Linked DNA regions of Oryctolagus cuniculus: region 1 is linked to region 2. Evidence: chromatin contacts called from public Hi-C data. All regions are on one chromosome and are shown on one strand. The core of a region is the stretch at or near the end of the contact, and the rest is flanking DNA. Distances in the headings are between cores, read along the strand shown.

Region 1 (6,247 bases), core at 1,324-3,823, 86 kb before region 2:
CATATTATGTTGTGACTCACAGGACTCTTTCAAGGTCCACAAATAAACAAAATATATTTAAAGATCATTGTGTGTCCATATCCAGTGTCCGGCACGTAGTAGGTTTCAATAAATATTTTTGGTTTTGATTAATTCCAGGTTAAAAAGAAAAAAGAAAAATCATATGTTTTTTTGGAGGGAAAAGTCTCGACATCCAGGAAAAGTTGTTCCCTCCTCTGGGCTCCCTTGAGAGCCTGATATTCTACTTGCCACATCATACACAATGAAATTATTTGTTTCCCAGTCTTTCTCTGGGGCTAGACTCATAGCTCCTGGGTGGCAGACATCAAATCTTACTCCTATTTGGATCCTTAACACTCTGCACAGGGCTCGGCTTATACTAAGCCTTCATAGATTTCCTGGAACTGGAAACACAATTCCAAAGGAATCGTGTGAGGTGAGCAGGGTTTGTGCCATGCCCTCAAAGATGAAGAGTCAGGACCCAGAAAGGGAGGGAACAAAGGTATTTCTTGATTCAATCTCCATGTGAAATCAGGAGCCCAGCCAGGACTGCAAAACAGGGTGCAACCCTGAATTCTGGCAAAGCTCCTCTGGCAGCCCCTGACCAGAGACGGCCACACACCTTCTTCCCCACCCACCAGCAGAGGTGGCCTTGGAGCTGCTCTTGACACGGGCCCATGTCTTCGTGGGGGGACGCTGGACTGGAAGACCCCTTAGGCTGTCCTGATCTATCCGCCCAGGATCAGGGATGAAGTCATGGGCAGCATGGCAAGGCATGCCAAGCCACAGGGCCCACTTGTTTCCCTTCCTTCCCAGGAACCGCTGGGAGGCAGTTGCAGACTTAGGGTCCTGGCTCATGTGGGGCCGACTCCAGGGACTCCTCATCATTGGAGCAACTCCCTGGTCCCAGGTGGGCATCCCCATAAACGCCTCTTTTTTCACTCAAATTATCCCACTGTGGGCAGTAAGTTGTAGGTTCTTTACTAACCACGTACAAGACGGGAGGGCGCCCAGAATCATCTCAATGCCCCTTTACCAGCCCCTCCCAGTGTGCTCCGGGCTGGATGGCTTCTCATTACCAAGATCCATTTGGAAAAGGTTCTAGATTTCCAAGGCTCTGAGTGGGTTCAAGATTCTTTGCTCCCGCGTCCCAGCCAAGCGGACTGGAGTTAATAATTCGGCGGTGAAACGGCTGCCTTCACATCACCTTCAGCTTTGAGTGCATCCGTGGTCCATGTGCTAGGGGATAAGAGAGAAGCCCTGCGGCCTGCAGCTGGGCGCCCGCAGCGCTGGTGCCAAGGATTGTCACCCTGGGCCTTCTCGGCACGATGGGCAATGCCCTGAAAGCAGGGGGGAGTATAAAAGATTCAATGTGGTCTGCGTTAAATGTCTTCTTAAGAAAATTAAATACTCAGGCTGGGGAAGGGGAGGAGGTAGTGGCACCAAAGGAAAGCAAGCACACGATTTCTTTTTAAACGGGGAGAGGGATGCTGGAGATAGAATGAAACGAATTCGTGGAGCTCCAGGCAGTGGTACTGTTCCGGGCACCTTCTGGGAAAACAGAGGCGCTCCTCGCTCAGCGCATCCGAGCAGAGTGGGCCAGAGGCTCCGAGTCCGCCCGGCTTTCCGCGGGAAAGCGCCAGGAGGATGCAGGCGCTCGGTTCAAAGGCAGAGCCTTGGCGCGGTCCGAGCTGCGCCGGGCGAACCGGTGGGGAGGCGCGGCCCGCCTGCAGCGGGGCACGTAGCCGGCACGGGGCGCGCTGCCCGGACGGCGCTGGCCACGGCGCCCGGGGCCGGGGGGCGGATATAGCACTTTGTTTACCGCCCCGAGCCCCAGCGCCGGCGGCCCGGGCCGGGAGCCGCAGGGGCAGCAGCGGCGAGGCTGACGGATGGGCACCCGGCTCAATGAGGGGCGGGGGGAGCCGGCAGGGGCGGGGCGGGGCCGGGGCGAGTGTGTCGGTGACATTGAATGGGGAGACCGGGCGCGAGCGGGGCGCGCGCGCGCGCACAGGCAGCCGCGCTCGCGCCGAGATCCCCGGCCGCGTAAGTAACTATTAATACCGCCTGGCCGGGAGGTGCTGGCGTGCCGAGCGGGGGCTGGCCTCGGCGCCGTCGGCCATCCCCTTTCATCCTTAAATACACTGCCCTCGCCTACCGCTGCGGGGCCAGGGAAGAATTAAGGAAGAAGGCGGAAAAGCGTCAATTTTCTCCAAAACAAACCGCGCGGGGCGCTGAGGGTCCGGCGCAGGGGGAGACGGAGCGGTTGCCAGTTGTTCCGAGGCGAGCCGCGGCTCTCCGGCGGGAAGGCGACGCCGCCGCGGGTGGGCCGAGCCAGGGGGGCGCATCCTCTCCCGGTGCCCGCACGATCCCGGAAGCCCGCGCCGGGGAAACCGGAGCCCGCCGCTCCGTCCTGGCCCCTGCGCGCTCTCCCGGCTCGGCTCGCAGGAAGACCCGGAGCGCGGGCGCGCGGCTGCAGCATGCGCCTGTGCTGAGCTCGGCGCGGCGGGCCAGCCCGGGCGGTGTCGCGGAACCTGCGCCCGGCCCGCGCCGCGACTCTGCCCGGCTCTTGCCATTTTTTTTTTTTTTTTTTTTTTTTTTTTTTTTTTTGGCAGCGCTGCGGACCGCTCCAACTTACATGCTCCCTTGCTATTTTTCTTTTGTGTGTGTGTGTAATTTTTTGGAGCGCTCTGGCGATCTTGGAACAGCCTCAGACGCCATCTACAGTTGAAACGTAGGTAACTGCCCTCGCCGGCACCCCCCTCCCTTCCACGCCCCCCACCCTTTCCACCAAAAAAGGGGGTGCAGCGCGGATCCTGGCTGCCGTGCGTCGCGAGCCGGCAGACCCGTGCCGATTTCCTTTTGCTTTTTGTTTGGTTTGCAACGCGTGGAGCCTGCGCCGCCGCCGTGCGCTCCCGGAGGACTGCACGAACCACACACAGCCGGGCTCCTCCGCCCCGCGTGCGATTCCCAAGGCTGCCTGGGCACCGCTTCGGGAAACCCGGCTCTGCAGCCCCCGTCTGCGCGGCCCCGCGGCTCCTCCAGACCCGCGCCGGGGGAAAGAGCGAGCGAGCAACTCCAAGTGCGGCGATTCTGCGCGTCGCTGCCGGCTTCGGGGTAACAAAAGGACCCGGGCTGCCTGCGGAGCGAGTGCCCCCGGGAGCCGGGTTCGCAGGAGACCAGGTACCCGGCGGCGCCCATCCAGGGGCTCCTGACTCCTTCTCCACGCAGCCCCGCGCCTCGCTACCCGCCGAAACCCGGGGCACCGAGGCGCCTGCAGCCGCACTCGTGCCGCCAGCGGGTCTTTTTGTCTGTCGTGCGCGATCCCCACACTCATGAACATACACAGGTCTACCCCCATCACAATAGCGAGATATGGGAGATCGCGGAACAAAACCCAGGATTTCGAAGAGTTGTCGTCTATAAGGTCCGCCGAGCCCAGCCAGAGTTTCAGCCCGAACCTCGGCTCCCCGAGCCCGCCCGAGACTCCGAACTTGTCGCATTGCGTTTCTTGCATCGGGAAATACTTATTGTTGGAACCTCTGGAGGGAGACCACGTTTTCCGTGCGGTGCATCTGCACAGCGGAGAGGAGCTGGTGTGCAAGGTAAGGAGCCGGGGGTGTTGGTGTTTGGGTTAAAAAAAAAAATTCCCTGGGCCCTTGGACAGGGGCCGGCGCGGGTGGGGAGGTCGCCGAGCCCTGAGTCTGGGGGAGGGAGATCCACCGGGTCCCTGTCCGTGGCCTGGATCCGCGGGCTTGTTCCTTTATTTGCTGCTGTCGGACTAGTTGCGAAGTTTTTAGAAAGGTTCAGACAATGGGGCGGGCTGCCGCGGGGGCGTTTTGGGGAGAGCCCGCGGCGGGGAGGGCGCGGGACTGCGCGGGGGCCCCCGGACACGCGTGCTCCCGAGGCTCCCGGAGCTCCCTGGCGCCAGGCCGGGACCCGCTGCCCAGCGACTGGGGCGCGGGGGGCTGGGAGGTTCCCAGTGGCTCTCCCCTCTCGTTCCTGCGTGGATCTGGGAATCCCCCTCTAATTTTAAGACCCTAGTGACTCGGTCCCTCTCGCAGCCATTGTTCTTCGCAGCGTGCAGGTGTTAAACCTTTGTTCCGAAGGTGCCCTTTTTCGGAGACACACAAAGGTGTCCCCTCGGGCTGTGCCCAGGGGCCTGGCGCGGGGAGGCAGTTTACAAAGACCTTGTAGCCTTGATGGGAGATTGGGTGGAAATCAAAGCCGCGGGCGCACCTTCGGTGAAGAGCGGATTGTTGGGGTCCCTCTCTCCCGTCTGTTTCTTTTCTTGTCTAGACTTCCTTGCCTACACGTCCCACCATCAACACACACCTTGCCCCGTCAGCTTAGAGCTTAGCCCTTGGAGCCCCAGGGATTGGCAGGTAGAACCACCCCGGGGACAATTTAGCTGCCTTTTTGTTTTTGACCCTGCAGGATGCCTGGCTTGTGTGTGTCTGTGTCTTTGTGTGCACCCACCGGGCACCAGACAAGAGGCTGAAGAGGGGAAGTACAGTAGAGCGCATTGCTACCCAGAATTGGACATAGATCAAGAATCCATTGTCATTTAATTTTAGATTTGCTCTCTGTTGTTTTTCCTGGGGGGGAGAGTGGGGGTCGGGGGTGGGGAGCCAGGACTCCTGCTGTCTTTGAAACAGGCTCAGTGCACAGCTGTACTACAAATAATGCATCACACTCTTACCATGAGCCACAGACTGCTTTGTGAACTTGTCTTATTTCATACTGGACTGGAGTATTTCATTGCAAAAATTGGGTTTGGTGTAGCTCTCCGGTCGGTTTTGTGATTGTCCGACTCAGACCTTAGGGAGAAACCGGAGCCGCTTTAAATATTGCTTTTTGCTTGGACTGAGCCTGCGGTATTTTGCATCTTTTCTGAGTTATTGAGACCCACAGCAACTGTGCCCATTTGACCAAAATTTAGTAGGCAGTTCAGAGCTGGACTGGATTCTCAGAAGTCCTGCAAGGTTGCACAATAGGACAGTCATCCTTTGAAATGAATGAATTCCACAGAGCTGCTGCCTCCAATGAAATATGCACAATCACCCAGCAGTGAGTGTTTTCACTCCTTTTGCTCAACTTCAGTGCAGCATTTTAATATTTTTCAAAGGCTGAGGATGCTTTTAAGTAGAGAGACTCTGGAGCCAGATTCTGCGCGAGCATCTTGCTGCTACTTCTTTGTTTAAAATCGGAGATGACTCTGGCCTCTGCTCTCTTTTTCTCCCGTCAGACTCTTCAAGACATATTTCACTGCGGGCTGACCTTACAGGGTCAACTGCAGACCTGCTCTCTGGCCTGAAACTGTACTTAATCTGCTGCTTTAGTTATTGCAAAGATGGAATCAGCCCCTCACCAATTACAGTGCGACTGCGAGTGGATTTAAGTGCAGTATCATTGTTGTGCTTGACAGAGGTCATCCCTTTAAGATACAGCGGTTTCTGTATTCTGCCTTTTTACCAGAGGTGACGTGAGGGACTTCTTACACAAGCACAGTTGGATATAGCCTAGGAAGCTCCCAGTGAGTCTTCTAAGACTATTCTGTGAACTACCGCTACTGAGAGAGATGCCCTGAGCTCTTGGTTGACTTCAAGGCTCAGTGAAATGGACACATGAATCAAGTTCCTTTTGATGTCTTGGACTGTAGGGTTCCTGTTTCCTAGGGCTGTGCTGACCCAACGAAAAAAAAAAAGCTTTTACAAAAACAGATCAAAAGTCAAGATGCTATTTGTTACGAAGACTGCACAGGAAATTCTCCAGGACATCATTTGGAGGGAGTCAGATTCTGGGGTCCTTTAAATAAAATAGCCAAGCCTGTCTGTTGTCTCTGTGTGCCTGCTTTGCCTAGGCAAATGAGGGAAGGAGCTTCAGGAAGCCTGTGGCTACATCCTGTTCATGAAAATGCTGGTAGTTGCTGTGCAGATTGACATCATTACCTTCTTGGCAGAATGGGCGCCCCCACCCTTGGTTTTTTTTTTTTTTTTTTTTTTTTTTAACATTATTAACAATGGCCTCATCTGACTGCCTTAGTTAAACTGTCATGTTATATAACTGACGCTCCAAATTAAACGTTTTAAAGAAGCTGGCAACCAGGTGTCTGGCTTGATTTTGCGCTTGAAGGTGATGGTTTAAATACCAGTCCGAAACCCATAAATGCCTGGTACAGCTACCAATAAAAGTTTGTCACCTTCCCATCTGGGAAAACACATGCACTTGTTTTATTTTTCATACTCTG
Region 2 (6,014 bases), core at 395-2,894:
CCCAGCGCCCATATGGGATGCCAGTGCAACAGGCAGAGGGTTAACCAAGTCCCAATTTTGTGTCTGCCTTTTTCTGCTCATTTCTTTCCTAAGCGTCTGCTACACTTTCAAGAGTAGAGGAAAATCAGGCTCCAGGGTCACCCCTGATTCTTACTTGAGGGTTAATCTGAGATGCTCAGAAGGGCACCTGTTGTTCTGCAGCTTCTCTTGACTTTGGGGGCATTAAGATCCGGACCTCTCACTGATGCTAACCCCTGAGAGGTGTGGAGAGGGTGAATGTCCTCTGAAGGACATTGCCAGTGCCAAGCACCAAGAATACTGATAATCTATGGCCCCGAGGCAGACCTGAGGGAGGCAGCCCATCAAAGCCTCCCTGAGTCTCATCTGAGCTGGATCTTTGTCCTTCTTGCTCTACCAGGTTTTTCCAGGTGTGGGGCCACTCAGGCTAGGATTCCCATGCTCTCTCTCCAGGGTATGGCGATTGGACGGTGATCTCCACAGAGAAGCCTGCACACAAACTGGCTCATGCCATTCTGAGGTGCGGATTTTTATTTCTTTTTTATGGCCTATGTTTCCCTCATTCTCGTCTCATAATTCTTGTTTTCCTCAGCATCATGAGGGCTGTTTTCTGGTGTTTACAACCAGAAGAACTTTCACTTATATAATTATTTAACCTCATTACCTAAAAGAGAGATCAGGCATGCCAAGACCCTTTCTCTTGTTCTCTCTCTCTCTCTTTTTTTTTATTTCAAGAAAGTAGCAAAATAGATTTTGAATCATTACAGCACAGGTTCCTGTTCTGAAGAGTTGTATACAGTTTGCTCTGTTTACCTGGGAAGATGGGTGGAGATCTTACCAAACCAGGAGTCCAGAGTGGTGCAGCAGCACAGGCAGCCCGGGACAGGACAATCTGACTTCCAGCCCAGCTCTCATGCTGGCCAGCCTTGATGGGATCTTCATAAAACTCTCATCCTGCTGAACTTTGCTTTGCTCTCCTCTAAACTAAAAGAAATCAGATGTTGCCCCCAAATTACTAGTTACTGGAAGGTTGAATCCAGGTAGCTGACTGTTCAAAGGTTGCCACCTGGCTTGTAGCATAAGACTCGGATCCTGGGCTGTTGTTATTTAACGTGCTTTATTCCCTCCTGGAACCCTTGAAAGAGCCTGTGACAGCAAAGAGCGTTTATGCCCTGGTAGCCTCTCCCATTGTGCAAGAGGTAGATGTGCCCCAAGACTATGAACGTGACAGGTCAGCAGATCCCTCTAAAGACGGAGTTTTGACTTTCTCCCTAGTCACTTATGCAGCAAATTTAACATTCAGAGCCTCCTTTTTGGTTTTTACACTGTTGCATGTGATTTTTTACTCATTCCATGCCTACTAGAACTACAATGAATGCTAATATTTTATGAAAATACAGAGTGAGAAAAACATGTACAGTGAACAATAGTAAATCCTGACCTCAGACCTACTTACAGTTCCATTTTAGTTTATGTTTGAGTTAGGCAATGACTTTTTTAATGCTTACCACATCTACATCTATTGTGCACCTTAGATCCGGATTTCAGAGAAAAGCATAACCCTTCCAGCACTGATTCCTGGCTGATATTTCTAACGCACTAGCTCAGCTTCCACTCCACTGCAGCAACGGAAATGAAGTCAGTCTACAGAGAAGACGCTAATTGTGTTCCTGTGCTGGAACAATATCTGGATGTACTGGAAACAGTCAAGGCAAAACTCACTTCACAATCCCATGCCAGCTCCACCCCTACTTAGGGGTTCCACCTTGGGAAAACGACTTAAGCTGTCCAAGACGGCAGCGTTGGCTATAAAATGGGAGTGGGAGTATTCACTCAGGCCATTCTAAGGATTAGAAACCATGTGGAACCAGCACAGGCCTGGAATGGATCATGCTCACAGGGAATGAGAGCAGGGACCCTGGAATCTCTCATGCACAAGTCTGATGCTCACTATTGCTCTGATGAGTGTTGAAACATGACTGAGCTGGCAAGCTAAAGGAACTTCTCACCATGGTCAAGGGCAGCTTCCAGGACAGGACAACTTACAGGAAAGGACACTTTCTGGTCCTGAGTGCATGAGGTTGGGTGAATCATCACTTCTTACTGAGTTCAGTCTCCTCATATGTCTACACAATGCAAGGTGAATTCAGTGCTGTCCAGTTTGCTTGCTGCTTTGAGCCTGTGAGAGCTAAGAGTGGTTGACAGTAAGCAATGGAATGTCACAAAAGACAAAATTATTGGCATCTTGGAAGACACTCTGGCAAAAAAACAAAAACAAACAAACAAAAAACACCTAAATGAAAGATCTCTGTGAGTGAGATCCCAGTGGAAAGAACAGGTCTTCAAAAAAGGAGGTACCTTTCTCTGAAGGGAGGAGAGAACCTCCACTTTGACTATGACCTTGCCTAAATAAGATAAGAGTCGGAGAACTCAAAAGGCTTCCATAGCCTTGGAAACTCATGACTGGAGCATAGGGAGATTACTGATGCCATAAACAGGAGTGTCAATTGGTAAAGTCAACAACAGGAGTCACTGTGCACTTACTCCTCATGTAGGATCTCTGTCCTTAACGTGCTGTACATTGAGATTTAATGCTATAACGAGTACTCAAACAGTATATTTCACTTTGTGTTTCTATGGGGGTGCAAACTGTTGAAATCTTTACTTAATGCATACTAAACTGATCTTCTGTATATATAGAAAATTGAAAATGAATCTTGATATGAATGGAAGGGGAGAGGGAGTGGGAAGGGGGAGGGTTGCGGGTGGGAGGGAAGTCATCGGGGGGAAGGGGATGCCAATGTAGTCCATAAGCTGTACTTTGGAAATCTATATTCATAAAATAAAAGTTAAAAAAATTATTGGCATCTTGGAGCACTTATGCTACTGTACCCATGGATAATAATCAAACAACTTGTCTATTGTGAGTGGCAAAAAAAAATTTTTTTAAGGTAAAAGACAAAGCTAAAGTTTATGTGTGCGTGTGTGTGTATATGTGAACCTGTTTTGCAACCATACCTGAATATATCTTGGAATAAGTGGGGACAGACAAGCAATTTTCCTGGAAGTATCAGTAAGAACATGAGGACAAGCAGGTTACACCCTAGCCAAACAAATAAGTGCAGTGAAGGTCCCTTGTCTAGGAAAAATGTCACCGAGAAAAGGAATCCATTCATATATCCTAGTGTTTACCCCATCAGGAGAAGATGCCCACTGGTGACCAAAATCACAGAGCCATGAGCTGAGGCAGAACCAGAACTACTAGCACACTAAAGACCAGCTCTTGTTATTTTCATAAGCATTTTTTTGTCTCTCAGGGCGCATGTTATCTTTCAAAATTTCCCTGGACATACAGGGAAGTAGTCACGTGTTTACACTCTATCTTTCTACTCAGAGAAAAAGAAAACCAGAAGCAGCATGAAATAAAACTGTAGCTTGTATTTTTTTTTTCTTTTGACAGACAGAGTTAGACAGTGAGAGAGAGAGAGACAGAGAGAAAGGTCTTCCTTTTCCTTTGGTTCACCCTCCAATGGCAGCCGCGGCCGGTGCACTGTGCCGATCTGAAGCCAGAAGCCAGGTACTTCATCCTGGTTTCCCATGCGGGTGCAAGGCCCAAGCACTTGGGCCATCCTCCACTGCTTTCCCAGGCCACAGCAGAGAGCTGGACTGGAAGAGGAGCAACCGGGACAGAATCCGGTGCCCCAACCAGGACTAGAACCGACCCCGGGGTGCCAGCGCCACAGGTGGAGGATTAGCCAAGTGAGCCGCAGCGCCGGCCCTGTAGCTTGTATTTTAAGAAAGAATGGAGTTTTAGACCTTACTAAATGCCTCTTCCATTGACAACCACTGAGAAAGTGTGGCTGTACCATGTATCTGCTTGGTGACTTGGTACCTCTGATTTCCTCTGTTAAAACAAGATAAAAGCAGTGGTGAAATGTGGAAATTGTCTGGTTACCATTCTACTGGCTTCTCTGTGGCTCCATCAATAATCTTGCTCTGTTTTTCTCCTGCTGGGTTGAATGCGTGCCCTTGAAGATTAACAGCATTCAAATACACTTGCCTTTAAGGCGTGTTGAGGATTTAAAGGTGAATGAAACTCATCAAGTGGAAAGTATGGCCATATAGGTGACGTATTATTAAACAAAGTCATAACACAGCCTTGCCTTTATCAGCCTGAAGTGACGTTTTCTTTAATTCAGGGACACTAGGGCTTTATCCGGGGTGAAGGGAAGACAAACACAGTGTTGCGATACCCTTGGGAGAATGTCACTGAAATGGGTCAGCCTGTGTTTTTGAGATGTGCTCATCTGAGAACATTAAAGAATGCTATAAATAAGTACATGGTGTGCTCTCAGTTGCTCCAGCCAACCTAGTATGCCTTTCGGAAGGTCCTTAGATATTAGCAGTCGACTTGTAGACATAACAGTTTTCTGGGACTCTTCCAGAAACTAATGAGGGCAGTTTGGGAAACTCTTGCATCTTTCTCTACCCTACAACTTTGTCAACAAGGCAGACATTATTTGAGCAATAAGAATCTTGCGAAAGGTGAGGTGAGGATAGTAGGGGTCATGGGTGGAACTGAATGAATCCACAGTTAATTCCTAGTGGATGCAGTGCCAACCTTGCGGGGGCACATTTTCTAAGCTTGTGCTCCAGTTTTATAAACTGGATTTCTACATTTGACCTCCCGAAAACAAATTTCAACATCATTTCTGTTCCTCAGTCTTTTCCCTTTGCCCTTGTGATAGGATAGCCTACTCCAGTCCATGATCTTGCATTCCTTCAGGACAGAAGTATTCAGGGCTTCCTTGGAGAGAGCACTAGCTCTATAGCCAGAATAACTTAGAGGTGATTTCCAGTATTACCACTAGTGAGTTGTGTGAGGAATGGTGCATTTTGCTTTTCCTTTCCAAGGCTCTGTTTTTCCATAATGTAGGAATCATGAGTAGTTCATGCATTTGCTGGGAGGACTGTGGACACTAACCCTAAATCATCTAGAATAGGGCTTAGTACTGCCACAGGTACTATTTCAATGCTATCTGTGGCTATTATCACTTTAGTTCCTACCTTCAAGACAACTTTCATTTGGTTCAATACTCTTTCAGTCAGTGTGACAGGTTCTTGTACCTGATAAGATATCTGAATTTTTGAGTCGTTCTTGCCTTGAAACTCATAGACTTTGCACTTTCTCTGTTCTTTAGCCTGAAACCCAATTGGTTATCTTAGATTCCTATGTTACTACTTGCCACTGTAGTCATCGGAATGGGTCCTACTCAGGCCCCGCTGAAATGCCTTCTTTGAGGGTTTACCGCTCCCTGTCATGTATGTTAGAATTACGTTTGTGTCTGTGTATCTAAACAGTGAACTCCATGAGGACGAAGAGTAACTCTGATTCATGTCTCCTTCTTCAGGCCTACGGCAGGGTGAGGCATGTTATATGTTCTCAGTTCTGTTTGCTGAATTCTTTGCAAAACTGTGTTTACCCTGGCTGTTGCCACTTCCTCCATGGCTTTGTGGCTGGATTTGGCTTCCTGTCCTCTCTGTACCTCATCCCAGCGGAGGGTGGAGTTCCAGGAGGCAGCCCTGCCTATCTGCCCCAATGCTTCCCTGCTGGCCAGCGTCCCACGATGAGGTCGTCTTCCCAGCGGTCAGTTAACAATTCAGTCACGTACTGCTTATAGGAACACAATGAAGCTTGACCTGAAAAAGCTTGTAGGGATTACTACAATCATAATAATTTATATATTAAGGAACTTGGGAAGGAAGGAAGGAAGGAATCCAGAAAAGAAGGTGAATTTGAAGGTTGGAAGGCAAAAAGGAAAGCAAAAAGCAACACAGAAAATGCTCTGAATAGCTTTCTTTGCCGTGAGTCCTGGGCCACCTTGGCAAGACCTCTGTTGGATATCTTTGATGTTCATTGTAATAATGAGAAGAATATGACTCCAAATTAACATCTGCTCAGATTCTTATATATACATACAGTAAAAGGTAGTTAA

Evidence for each region. A called contact is a pair of places that touch in the nucleus more often than the background predicts.
Region 1: a contact with region 2 is called in a Hi-C map of an unstated tissue, with 2.5 times the contacts expected there. The contact joins the promoter of TRIB2 here to the enhancer-like site in region 2. A contact is called at or near these places in 3 of 6 Hi-C or Micro-C datasets (ear pinna, psoas muscle and an unstated tissue).

Annotation. Positions count from the first base shown.
Region 1 is chr2:190,030,707-190,036,953 of mOryCun1.1, reverse strand. It overlaps TRIB2 (tribbles pseudokinase 2), which reads left to right and starts at 2,573. Exons shown (of 3, transcript XM_002710045.5): 1 at 2,573-3,602. The coding sequence starts at 3,333.
Region 2 is chr2:189,944,106-189,950,119 of mOryCun1.1, reverse strand. No RefSeq gene overlaps it. Among named protein-coding and RNA genes, the nearest start is that of TRIB2, 87 kb to the left of the region's middle. Within about 2 kb of position 1,644, at least 3 of the 8 cell types and tissues checked have an H3K27ac peak or open chromatin away from gene starts, as enhancers often do.